Regions from separate parts of the Mus musculus genome. Here regions 1, 3 and 4 are each linked to region 2. Evidence: chromatin contacts called from public Hi-C and promoter capture Hi-C data. All regions are on one chromosome and are shown on one strand. The core of a region is the stretch at or near the end of the contact, and the rest is flanking DNA. Distances in the headings are between cores, read along the strand shown. Region 1 holds the start of Gfod1 (glucose-fructose oxidoreductase domain containing 1). Region 2 holds the start of Hivep1 (human immunodeficiency virus type I enhancer binding protein 1). Region 3 overlaps Tfap2a (transcription factor AP-2, alpha). Region 4 holds the start of Nol7 (nucleolar protein 7).

The links. Promoter capture Hi-C pulls out the DNA fragments that hold promoters and counts their contacts. Hi-C and Micro-C count contacts between places; a contact is called where the count stands out from the background.
Region 1: a contact with region 2 is called in a promoter capture Hi-C map of pre-B cells, with 2.9 times the contacts expected there. The contact joins the promoter of Gfod1 here to the promoter of Hivep1 in region 2. A contact is called at or near these places in 2 of 39 promoter capture datasets (neutrophils and pre-B cells).
Region 3: a Hi-C map of the G1E-ER4 cell line shows a contact between it and region 2, with 5 times the contacts expected there. The contact joins the enhancer-like site here to the promoter of Hivep1 in region 2. A contact is called at or near these places in 1 of 39 promoter capture datasets (hippocampal neurons) and 1 of 484 Hi-C or Micro-C datasets (the G1E-ER4 cell line).
Region 4: a promoter capture Hi-C map of pre-B cells shows a contact between it and region 2, with 2.6 times the contacts expected there. The contact joins the promoter of Nol7 here to the promoter of Hivep1 in region 2. A contact is called at or near these places in 2 of 39 promoter capture datasets (liver and pre-B cells).

What each region holds. Positions count from the first base shown.
Region 1 is chr13:43,302,460-43,305,673 of GRCm38.p6, reverse strand. It overlaps Gfod1 (glucose-fructose oxidoreductase domain containing 1), which reads left to right and starts at 1,502. Exons shown (of 2, transcript NM_001033399.4): 1 at 1,502-2,429. The coding sequence starts at 2,177. It overlaps Gm52047 (a long non-coding RNA gene), which reads right to left and starts at 190. Exons shown (of 3, transcript XR_003950636.1): 1 at 1-190.
Region 2 is chr13:42,050,485-42,053,296 of GRCm38.p6, reverse strand. Hivep1 (human immunodeficiency virus type I enhancer binding protein 1) reads right to left here and starts at 1,276. Exons shown (of 9, transcript NM_007772.2): 1 at 1,207-1,276. It overlaps Gm28707 (a long non-coding RNA gene), which reads right to left. Exons shown (of 2, transcript XR_001780922.2): 2 at 2,730-2,812.
Region 3 is chr13:40,721,666-40,724,806 of GRCm38.p6, reverse strand. Tfap2a (transcription factor AP-2, alpha) reads left to right here. Exons shown (of 7, transcript NM_011547.5): 4 at 1,485-1,716. Among named protein-coding and RNA genes, the nearest start is that of Gm26688, 4.6 kb to the left of the region's middle. Within about 2 kb of position 1,661, at least 262 of the 459 cell types and tissues checked have an H3K27ac peak or open chromatin away from gene starts, as enhancers often do. A contact at or near this core is called in the G1E-ER4 cell line, where this site is marked.
Region 4 is chr13:43,396,661-43,399,719 of GRCm38.p6, reverse strand. It overlaps Nol7 (nucleolar protein 7), which reads right to left and starts at 1,344. Exons shown (of 8, transcript NM_023554.2): 1 at 1,062-1,344; 2 at 925-985; 3 at 151-209. The coding sequence starts at 1,315.

The DNA.
Region 1 (3,214 bases), core at 253-2,752, 1.3 Mb before region 2:
CTGGCAGCCATGGCTGCACGCCTCCTTTTCCTTAGGCACTTCTCAGCTAACCATCAGCAGGCATATCTTGTCTGCTCTTTGTCTGACCCTGTTCAGGTTGTTGCCAATCCCGGAGCACTTTGTCCTTTTTAATAATGTCGTCCTGAGGTCAACTTTGCCTCCTCCCATTGCCACATCAGCCTTTGTGTGTGTGTGTGTGTGTGTGTGTGTGTGTGTACAGCTCTCTCCAAGAGCCCCGTCTCTGTGCCAGTTGTTACAGTTGCTTTAAACACTCGGATGTATCATGTTTTCCACGCTTATGTTGAAGCAGGACACGTGTCTCTTCCTCTGAGTGCTAAAGGCCAGGGATGAACATAATAGACAGTAGTAACCTCACCTTTCCAGAAACACTGAGCTAGAAGAGCAGGTCCACTTGCCCTTTGGCATTGACTCCTCCCTCCCAGTACGAAGAGGGCACAATGTGACAGGTGGTGAATATCCATCCATTTGTGTACTTAGACAAGTGCCTACTATCTCCTTAGGCCCCGTGATAAGTGACGAGGATATCTTGAGCCATCAGACGCTCACTCAGTCACCACCGCAGTTAGGGCTTTCCACGCATCTCGGACTGATGGTCCCCAGCATTCTGACTGCAGATGTATTAAAGGCCAGGAGAAGCGCTGTGCCAGGGAACTGAAGCTGACAGAGGGCAGTGGCCAGGAGTGGCAGGCAGCCAGAAGTAAACAAGGAAGACCAGACTCTAGACACACGTGCCACAGCCACTGCGGAGTCTGGGTGAGGTCGCCCATGCCACATGGGCACAAGCATGGAGTAGGTGACCAGTGGAGCCTCCTCAGGAGTGGAGTTGGTTTGGGATTGGAGCTGGCACACTTGCGAGTCAGAACTCTAGGGGTTCAGCGCCGAGATGCTGGTGTCTGCCTTCCGATCCTGGCACTGTTGTTCATGTGTGTCACCTTGAGCAAGTCCCTTAACCTCCTCAGAGCTCACTTTCTCATCAATGAAACGAGTTTCCAATAACCTCAGGGTTAAGTGCCTGGACAGCTTCCTAGAGCAGTGGCGAGCACAGAAAAATATCCGGGAGAGGAGACTGTGAACCACGCTGCTCACACTTCGTGGGGTCCTCCGGCCTCCCCGGGGTCTTAGCATCCGCCAATCTTTTCCAAGGAACCCAGTCCTAGCCTATTAAGGGCGCGCCCTGCTTTGATAGATTTATTTGCTTGCTTGGGCGGAGCTTGGAGCACAACGAGGAGGAGGCGGCCGCGGAGGCGGAGAGCGCAGAGAAAGGGAAGCCACCCGGGGGCAGCAGGCGAGACAGGCGGGGCCGGGGAGGAGTCAAAGCGGGTTCCAGGGGCCGGGCGCTGAGCGCAACGAGTGCCTTGGGCGGCGGAGACAAGGGCGGGGGCGACGCTTGGCGGCCAATGGAGCACGGCGCTACCGCAAGGGCGGTGCAGGAACCCCGGCCGCTGACAGTCAAAGTCGCCAACTCCGCCCTCGTACCCGCGGGATCCCGGAGCCGGAGCCCGAGCCCGAGCGGGGCCGAGGCCGCCCAAGGCGCGCTGCGAGCGAGCGAATATGGCAGCAGAATGAGGAGCCTGGCGCCGGGTGGTGTCCGCCGCTGCGGTGCTGCTGCTCGGGATCGGCGCCTGGTACACTACGAGCCTCATCCTTAGTCGGCCTCCGGGTGGCCTCTGGGTTCCATTCGTTACCAAGGACTTGGGGAAAAAGAAGATCCGCAGCCCACAGAGGGTGGTGAAGCGGGAGCGCCATCCGGGAGAGAGATTCTGCCGGGATGAGCCGGCCATGGGGCGGCCTCCGCGGGGCGCACGGAGCCGGCCGGCGCTGCGGCGGGAGCGCTGCCTGAGCCCGGGCTCCACGGGGCTTCGGGGCCTCGTGCGTCCTGGCGGAGTCCCTGCCGCTGTCTCCGGGAAGGACACGAGCCCCGAGTGGCGGGCACTGCAGCAGTCACCGCGCTGAGGCTCCCGGAGCCTGCAGGGTCTGTGGTTCGGTGCGCTGTCACGCCACCGCACTCGGGCGCCTTGCCCGGGGCTCGGCGGCTAGCGCAGCGCAGCGAGGTCGGTCGAGGAGCCGGGGACTGCGGGACCGGCCGGAGAGGCGTGTGCGCCGGTGTTCGACTGGAGATCCCGGCAGCAGCAGAACCGGGCGGACCTGAGCAGCCATGCTTCCCGGGGTGGGCGTGTTCGGCACCAGCCTCACAGCCCGAGTCATCATCCCGCTGCTGAAAGATGAGGGCTTCGCGGTGAAGGCGCTGTGGGGCCGCACGCAGGAAGAAGCCGAGGAGCTGGCCAAGGAGATGAGCGTTCCTTTCTACACCAGCCGCATCGACGAGGTGCTCCTGCACCAGGATGTGGACTTGGTGTGCATCAACCTGCCGCCGCCGCTCACTAGGCAGATCGCTGTCAAAACCCTGGGTGAGCGACCCCTCCCCCAGCCCTCTCTTCTTTAGCTCGGCTCTTCGCTTCTCTCCAATTGGACATATCCCAGGAATCCCAAACCCAAGCTTGTTAGTCCCAGCTTTCCCCTTTCCAGTCGGTGGCCTCCCCCACCTCCACGCTTCGCTCCTGATACCAGCTGGAAGCGCATCCCCACGTGTGTGGTGCGGAGGCTAGAATAGGCTTGGATTCTAGGTATAGGAACCGAATGGGTCAGATACAGAAGACCGGTTGCTGTTCCAGGAGGGAAACTCGGTACCCAGCTGTATACGTTAGTTAGTGCTCTGGTGTGTGGGTGCGCGTGCGTCTGGAAAAGGAGAGCGCGTGGCCAGGAACCCTTGAATAAAGGGCCGCACACGTGGTGGCAGGGTTTTTCCTGGGTGTACCTGTTTGTGAGCAGCTGTGGCACCCAGTTTGGATCGTTTTGTTTCCCTCCACAGTAAGTGAGTTTACTGTGAGATTAGAGAACTGACAGCTGGCTGGAATTATCTCTTCTGCTCTGGAAGGAAGCAAGTGAGAGTGGGCGGGTCTATCAGAACACTCTCAGATGTGTCAGAGGTTAGTAAAGATTGTAATTTAACCTTTGGGCACAGTCTCCCAGGAGTGGGTGTCTACTCTAGTTGAGAATTATATACCTTGTATTCTTCCGAGATGAAAATTGTGGTTTCAAAGGCAAGGATGCTTTGTGTGTGTGGAGGGGGCCGGGGTGGGAGGGGGAAGCCAGACGCTGCAGTTTCCTTTGGAAACGTGCGATGGCACCTCCG
Region 2 (2,812 bases), core at 27-2,526:
CGGTCACGATATTACGAAGTTTTTAAAGCGTGAACTCGGATTGTAAGCCGATCACGTGACCTCCCACAGCTCCCAAGCTTAAATGTTAAAATATGCAAATTCCCAACCTGTAACAGCTTTGTGCGACCCGGTTTTGCAGCCTCCAGCCCCCCTGTCCCTAGCTGTCCAGCCCACATTTAAATCCGCGGTGGAGAAGTGGTTATTTTCAAAGACGACAGCACCACCGTGGCGACTAGGACCAGTGATCGACCATTCTTTCTCGAGAAAGAAATACATACTACAAGGTGCAAAAACAGGACACAATCAAAAAAGCGTAAAGACAGTCACAAGGAGAAAAAACATGAATGAATGTGGAGGGCGGAGCCTGGGAAAACCCCTCTGCAACGCTGCACTGAACAAAGCGCTTCGCATGCCAGAAGGAGGGGGGAATGGAAGTGCCAGCTCCGGAAGGAGCCTAGAGTGGATGCGGAGAGCAGGAGGAGGAGGAGGAGGAGGACAGAGTCGGCGAGAGCAGCAGCCTTGAGACTCCTCCTCGCGCCAGCCTCGCCACAGCCCCCTCCCCTCTCTAGCCGCAACTCCGGCTGGAGCCCGACCCCGCGGCGAGCCCAAGCCGCCCCGCGCCCCTACCCACCGGCCCCGACCCACCAGCGGCGGGCGCGCGCCCTACGGGGAGGGAAACTACCCAGGTGGCCCGGAGTAAACAGGCACTCCGGGCAAAGACCGAAAGGGAAAGCGAGCCACAAAGCCGGGAGGTGCGGAAGCCGCGGCCTGGTCTCCCGCAGCCCCGCCGAGCCCTCCTGCGAGAAGCGGCCGCGGCGACCAGGAGGCCGGCCCTCCGTACCTGCTGGGCTCGCAGGACCGCAGCTCCCGCCGCCCGTGCGGCCAGGACCCGCCGAAGTGGCAAGCGGCTCCCGCACGCAGCATCCCCTCCGCAAGGTCGGCGCCGGCACACGCGCACACACTCACTCACACGCACACCCGCGCGCCCGCCCGCCAGGGGGAGGTGGTCCCGGCCCCCGCCCCCCGCGCCGCGCTCTCCCGGGTGCAGCGCCCCCACCGCCGCGCCCGGCCCCGCACCCGTCGGGAACTGCGCTGCACTTGACAACCGGGACATCAGCACAAGCGGAGCCTCCTCCCGACGGGCACCGAGGCGCGAGCTGGGCGCGGGAGGGACCGAGTGGAACCCGGCGGGAGAGCGGCCTTTACCTCTCCCGGGTGTCCGTGAGGACGGCTGGCAGCGCGAGGGCGGCCAGGGCGAAGGTCGGCGGCTTCCCCCCGCGCGTGGGCGGGGCAGCAGGGGATCCCCGGGGGCGGCGGGGCGGGGGCTGCGGCGGGAGGGCGGGCTCCTGTGAAGCCGGCCCGGGGCCCCCTGCCGCCCCGCCCGCCCGCCCGCCCGCCGCAGGCCCCGCCGCGGGGACCCAGGACGCAGGAGGAGGCGCGGCCCGAAGGGCGGGGCGGGGCGGGGCGGCAGCGGAGGCGGGGCTCCGCGGCCCGGGGAAGCCCGGCCGGGCCGCAGTCGGGGGCGGTTGGCCCGGGAGGAGGGGCGGGGCCGGGCGGGGCCGGATTCTCTTTACCGTCTTTTGACTTTCTAGAGCAGGCTGTGGGCCGGCCCGGTGACGTCATGGTGTCTCCCAGCCCCGCCCCTCGCCCTGGCCCTGGTAGGGAGGAGGAGGAGGAGGAGGACCCTGGAGGGAGGGGGGACCCCAAGGGGGTTTCCTCTGCTCCGCGTAGAGGGAAGGGGAAAATCATAGTGAAACTTGAAACGCATTAACTTTAAAAAATAACTTTTAAAAAAGAGAGAGAGAATGAAAGGGGGCTGGGTTGTTGACTTGGAGGGTCAGAGGGGACGTGTTATTAAGCCCTAAACTGAAACCACTTTTTTGGTGGCGGATGTTCTATTAAAAGACCGAGGAAAGCCAAGGTTATTCCGGAGAGAGCCGGTGCTTCCCAGAGCCTAAGCAGCGGCGAGCGCAGTTAACCCCTCCTTAGCTGCCTGTCAGCTGGGGACTAACCCGCGAGGGAACTTTGGAAGCCGAAGAGGGGGTGCGGGGCGGAGCCACCCAGCAGGCTTCTGGAACTCTGGGGGAGTGAACAGGGAAGACAGACTAATTTATTACAAACCAGAGTTTGACCCCGGCTGCTAGAAAGCGTTAGAGAACGGGAACTGGAAACTTCTGGAAATATCAGGAGAGCTGACTCTGGGGAACGAAGCAGGTTTTCAAGGGTAGGCATAATACTAGCAGTTTGAACTTAAAAATTACACGCATCCACAAAAAAAAAAAAAAGCCGATAGAAGATTGTACGGGCCACCTCAAAGTTGGAAAGAATAAGGTGTTAAAAAAAAAAAGGCGCAAAACAAAAATATTCTTTGTTAAGCGATCATACGCCCACTAACAGCTGACCATCTGTGCAAACTTGTTTTGCTCCCTTAGGCTTTCATAAAGATGTCCAGGTCGTTCCTGCTAACGGTTGACCCCTAAAATCCCCCGAGGAAGTCCTACCTCTAGCTTGCTGGAGCTAAGAAAAGCACAAAGCCCCAGAATGGAAATTATTAAAAATGGAATACTTGGTAATGGCAAGCTTAGAGCCAAAAATAATGTTTTGCAGAGGAAGAAAATATGCCTACCAAAAAGTAAATTTGGTCATAGGAGCAAAGATTATGCAGCTAGAAAGCTCGGGTGGTGGGTAATACTATGTCAGCCTTACAATGAAAGAGTACCATTTTAATATTCCAGTAAGATGTCTTCTATTTTATTAAATGAAATACCCAATGGGTAGGATTCATAAAACATATAATGTAGTTCCCCTCCCC
Region 3 (3,141 bases), core at 412-2,911, 1.3 Mb after region 2:
GTGCAGTTAAAGGCCATGAGGGTTCAAAAGTGTATCAAGCTGAAATAATACAAATAATTTAATATTAATAAAAAGTCAGATTGAAAAAATGCACCCTATCAGGGGAGGACAACTTTCGAGATCTCTGATTTAGTTTCTAGTCTCTTGATTGAGTTTCAAGGCTTTAAAACTTGAATTAGGTTAGCAAAAATTTAGCTTTTGGTTAAAATTAGTATCTTGAAGATGCCCACTGTTGACCTATGTATATAGAAAAGAAAGATGTTACATAATTTGCATGGGTTTATCATCTGCATTGTGCTTAGTGGGTAGAAATAAAGTTTCTTGTATTAAATGCAGCAGCAGTACTTTTGTTGTTATGGTGGCAGGTACTTCAGGATTCTGGGCACCACCAGAGGATGATGCTATATAAAACTGTTCTCATTTCTAACCCCCGAATCAGTATATTGTTAGCTAGTTTAAAGTTTCATTTTTGCATCTGTGAAATCTTTGTCATGTCAAATTAGATGTGTAAGGGATAAATGTTAAGAGGTACTCTTTCCAAGTCGACATGATAATTGGCTCTTTTATTAGTAATCTCTCCCGAGTTCGTTTAACTCCTATTGTCTCTATTAGCCTCCCCAGAGCTATTAATGTCACAAGTGATCTATCCAAAACCTAGAGGCCCTCACCTCCCCATACAAGTAGAATATCCCTATTTAAAGGCAAAACAAAACAAAAACATGAGAGGTGCTATGATGAGACTGTGCATATTATTATATGTCTCTGTGTGGAATTTTAAGATACAAACGCATTGAACTTAAACGGTTGTAGGTGCATCTGAATTTCATGTGTTAAGAAATGAACCCCTTGTTCTGATGGTCTTGAATTTGTTTTCTAACAATGGTAGATCCAACAATGAAGAGCTTATGGTTTTAACTGATTATATATCCTAACCCCCATCCCTTTGAAGGGGCTTAGACAGACAGGGTTCATTTAGTATTTGCTCAACAAAAGGATGCATTCCTAATGTTCAACTGTAGGCCTATTCTTGAGTCCTGTTCACGGGCTTGGAATGATCTCCAAAGCCCGAGTGTCTTTTAAATGGAACATAAGGGTCTATTGATGAAAGGACGGACGTGTAGTGTGTGATAACAGAATCCACCACTTGCTAGCTTACTGAAATGTTCATTTACTGGCTGCTGCAGCAATCGAAACTGTCTGCTGGTTTTAACAGCAATTTCTTTTGGCACTGAGCCTTTCGCCAGCAAAACCCCCACTACACCAACCCTGTCTCGGGTTTACACATAAAACCCATTCGTTGCCTCCCTAAACCCAAGCTCCTGCATCACTTCGGAGCCCTTTGAGAGCCTAGGGGGTCGCGACAGCATCAGCCATCTCTAGACAGCTTGCTGCAAGGGTCAGGGCAGGATGCCGCCTCGGGATTCCTGAGCTGAGCAGCGCTCGGTCGGTCCGCCCCCCACACGCGCCCGCATCTGTCTTCGCAGGCCCCGTGTCCCTGTCCAAGTCCAACAGCAATGCTGTCTCCGCCATCCCTATTAACAAGGACAACCTCTTCGGTGGCGTGGTAAACCCCAACGAAGTCTTCTGTTCAGTTCCGGGTCGCCTGTCGCTCCTCAGCTCCACCTCGAAGTACAAGGTCACGGTGGCGGAAGTACAGCGGCGCCTCTCACCGCCCGAGTGTCTTAACGCGTCGCTCCTGGGCGGAGTACTGCGGAGGTGAGGCTCGGACCGGCCCCGCCCCGCCCCACCCGGCCCCGCCCCGCCCCGCTCCACCCCGGGAACCCGGCCCCAGTGCGCCTGCGCTGGGCCGGTAGCTGTACTGCACGCGCGACGTGAAAGGGGCGGAGAGAAAAGAGTGGCGCTTTGTGGGCGTGGCTGAAGGCGGGGGTGGGGTGTGAGGCAACGCGCCTGCGCACTCGGGAACTCCGCTTTCTGCAGCACGCAGGCGCAGTTTTCTACGTCTGGGGCTCAGTCCCAGCCTTGGCAGCCGTGGGGCGCCGTGCTGCTGCCTTTTCCCTGGTTGCGCACAGGTTACAAGCTCAGAAAAGCTTCCGGGCTCCTTGCTTTGCCTTACTACACTGTAGGGTCTTGAGTGGAGATTTAACAGACAGGTTTTCAAGTAAAGAAAGAGAGTGACTTCTGCTTGCTGCGTGCCTCCCATCCCTGGTTGCTGGCACTTCCTGCCATAAGGAACCTCTACCTCCACTCCAGTCTCTGTACGGGGGGGGGGGGGGGGGGGGTGTTCTTTTGACGTTCTGATTTGCTGTGATGTGTGACAGGTTTCTGTTCATTATATGTAGTCGCATCCATTAACACAGGAGTCTCACCTCTCTGAAGTGAGTGAGTCCTGTTTTTCACAAGGGCCAGGGAGGTAGAGTCTAAAGAGAGAAAAGTTTCAGAGCCAGGTGTGTTCTTAGGGATCTATCCAATGGTGTGAGTTGTAGGCCTAGTATTAAATTTGGCCAAAGAGTATGTCTCTTACTCTCCTCTCTACAAAAGACCTGTAATTCGTTGTCTAACTTTATTCCTGTATATTAATAACTCTCAGTTGGGCCTTGGTGGGTATGGCCCACCTACATACTCTAAGAGGGTTTTTGCAGAGTTAATACCAGCGGCTTTCCTTAGTTATCTTTTACTGTCACAGATCTTTCTCTGCCCTCTGCTTTTTCCTCCCCTCCCCCCATCCCCAATATCGGAGACTGCTCACCTATGGGAGTATAATCTAATCCACACAATTAAAGACCCACTTGAGTAGGGAATAAAATCTGAAATTAATTAATTTGCTGTTTTATTTAAACAATTTATCTTAACCACTTTCTGATTATGGGAGTCTATTTAGACATCTATTTAGAAGTGACTCCATTGTTTCTGAAATCAGGGAAAAATTTTGAAGGCTGATATCAGCCATCAGCCTCTTGACATTTCCAGTTATGCTCCTGACATGGCATGTAAACACTTGGCAAGGTGCATTTCCCATTGGGATCAAAGCCAGGACATGAAATGAGAGCGCGATGATAACTTTGGTCACTGGGAACAACCTAACAGCAGATCTTGTGAAGACAATTTAAAGACCCCACTGGGCTTTGCTGGGATTATAGCAACAGGGAAAGCAACACAGTTATCAGTGGAACTCAGGAATAC
Region 4 (3,059 bases), core at 95-2,594, 1.3 Mb before region 2:
GCTGCAACACTAAATGTTCTCAGTCACTTACTTACCATCTATCTTGCTAGACAAAGTTGAGGAACTCCAAAAGCACTGTGTAGCTTTTAAGTTTGGGGAGAATTTCTTAGGGTCTACAGACTTTATGCACGTAGAAACTGCAATACTTACTCGGCCTCTGAAGCTGTAGTTAGCTGCTCTAATACAGCATCTGGAAGCAGCTTTCTTTTCTTTGGGGATAAAGACATTTGATGACAAGTTAAAGTGAGGTACAGGTATGCCTGGAGATAACTTCTAACGTTACTCATTTCGAACAGTCCTGAATTCGGGCCAATCTGTGAATACGTCCCTGCTGCCTCTAAACCGACAACATTAAGACTGGATTTAGAAAGCCCAATACAGGCCGGACATGGTGGCGCACGCCTTTAATCCCAGCACTCAGGAGGCAGAGGCAGGCGGATTTCTGAGTTCGAGGCCAGCCTGGTCTACAAAGTGAGTTCCAGGACAGCCAGGGCTATACAGAGAAACCCTGTCTCGGAAGAAAAAAAAAAAAAAAAAAAAAAAAAAGAAAAGAAAAGAAAGCCCAATACATTCCCTGTCATTTTACCCAAAGTAGCTCAACGTTCAAGTATCCCGGCTACTAACTGAAAGGTATTTAGGTATGGCCACTCGAAATCAGATCTCTGGGGTGCGAAAAAAGAAATCATTAGCTCCAGCCTAGAATTTTAAAAACTCAAGCAAACCTCACCACCTCTGGAAGCCTGTAAGACCTACTGTCAGGGATAGATGAGTGTCAGTGCTTCCACGCCTACTTTGAATTACGGCAGACTCCAAGAAACGCCAATGGCCCTTGCACCTCTCCAGTACCCTATCCTTTAAGGAGCTTTTAGCAAGGGAACTCTAGCCCCGGCCGAGTTTACATAAGCGACAAGTCCCGCGTCCAACCTTCTGTTCGATGAACAGCTCCTCGCGCCGTTTCCTCTTCTCCTTCAACAGCGTTTTATCCCTGGAAGGAAAGGAGTCGGGTCAGCGCCGGCCGAGCCTGGGGAGTCCCGAGGCGCCAACATTCCCGGGCGCTGCACCTGCGAGCACTCGCGCGCACGCGCAGCTCCTCCTCCCGGGCTTCCGCCTGGGCGCTGGCGAAAGTCAGCTCCTCCGGGGCTTCGTCGTCCGCGTCCTCCTCCTCGTCCAGGGGCTCGGCGGCCGCGCCACTGCTAGGCTGCGCGAGCAGCAGGCCGTGCTCCGCCTCCTCCTCCTCCGAGGCCGCCTGGTCCTCGTCCACCATCGCCTCAGCCGGCGCGGGAATACGCGACAAGCGGGGCCGGAGCTGCACCATGGCAAACGGAAAGGCGGCTGTCTGACCCTTGACCCGGAAGCAGCCGTGCGCGGTGCGCGCTCTCTACGCCCTCTGCTGGTTCGGAGGCCGCGAAACGTGCTGAGGCGCGTGCGCGGGAGGGCGGGGCTTTTCATGGCTGAGACGGGGGGGGGGGGTAAGAGGGCGTGGTTTCGTGCTGCTAGGTGTCGCCGCCTTTTTTTTTTTTTTTTTTTTTTTTTCTCCCCCAGGTTGCTTAGATCTATGGAACAGAGGCAAGGGTATAATAAATAACGAAATAAATGACCATCGTTGCTTGTGAGATGCATCCCTGTATGTATTGTGTACGACCCACCCCCATCACCACCCCCACCCCCTCCAACCCTTGCAATCCTCTGCCCATATATTTTTTGGGAATACATGGCCCACGTGATGTCTTTTACCAGCTATACAGTAGGAAATGATTCTTCATTCCCTAATCTATCCGTGCACTTGGATGAGCTGTCCTCTCTGATATGTGTTCCCCTACGCAGAACGGTTGACTTTCAACGTCCCACCCAGAGACCATGGCATGTTTAGTTACACTATTCTCTAAATACTCAAGTCACCTGGCTGTTGCTTCTACCATTCTAAAGTCATTGATTTCTAATGTCACACTATATGTTCGACAAATGGTTAGTTAACATATATACTTCCTACTTCTAAACCTTATCCCCCCCCCCCTCTTGTTTAGAAGCAGTTTCCAATTTAAAAAGAACAAATAAGTGTGGATAAAAAGATCAAAACAAGGCCTGTAGGTGGTGGTGCATGCCTTTCATCCTAGTGGTGCGGGGCAGAGGCAGGAGGAACTCTTGTGAGTCTAGGCCAGCCTGGTCTATGGAGTGAGTTCCAGGAAAGCCAAGGCTACACAGAGAAACCCTGTCTCAGAAACAAAACAAAACAAGAACTGCTAGAGACATCGTAGGCAGAGAAGGATGGGGAGGGTGGCTCTGAAACGTCTGGGCTCGGTCAGATAGAAAATACAAATGAAAAACATTCTCTGAGTCCGGCAGAGTAGTGCACGCCTGAAATCCCAGCACTCGGGAAGCCGAAGCAAGAACATCTTAAAGTCTGGGCCAGCCTGAACTAAAGTGAAACCTATTGCAAGAAAACAAATGTTTGCATCAGCAGACCCCTACAGTAACTAGCATTGAGAGAGGTTAAACTGAAGCCCGGTGACAACCTACCAAAAGCATGTGATGGTCCATACGTGTAGATGCCGCATTAAAGTGTCACAGAGGGCAGGAGAGACGGCTCGGCAGTTAAGAGAACTTCAACTTACTGCTTGCTCTTCCAGAGAACCTTAGTTCAGTTTCTAGTACCTATGTCAAGCAGCACACAACCACTTTTTTTTGTTGTTTTGTTTTGTTTTGTTTTTCGAGACAGGGTTTCTCTGTGTAGCCCTAGCAGTCCTGGAACTCACTTTGTAGACCAGGCTGGCCTTGAACTCAGAAATCCTCCTGTCTCTGCCTCCAGAGTGCTGGGATTAAAGGCGTGCGCCACCACCGCCCGCTACATAACCACTTATGACTAGTTCCAGGGGCTCCAAGGGCTTTGGCCCCTGCAGTACGCATAGCCATTGCATACAGACAGACACACAGACACACACCTTGGAAAGGTATCACTGAAATTATAACTAGCTCCCTAGCTTCAGCTTACCACCTCCAGTGTGACCCTCATGCTGCCTGGCTACTTCTCCAGACTCCCAATTGGTCAGATAATCTATCTC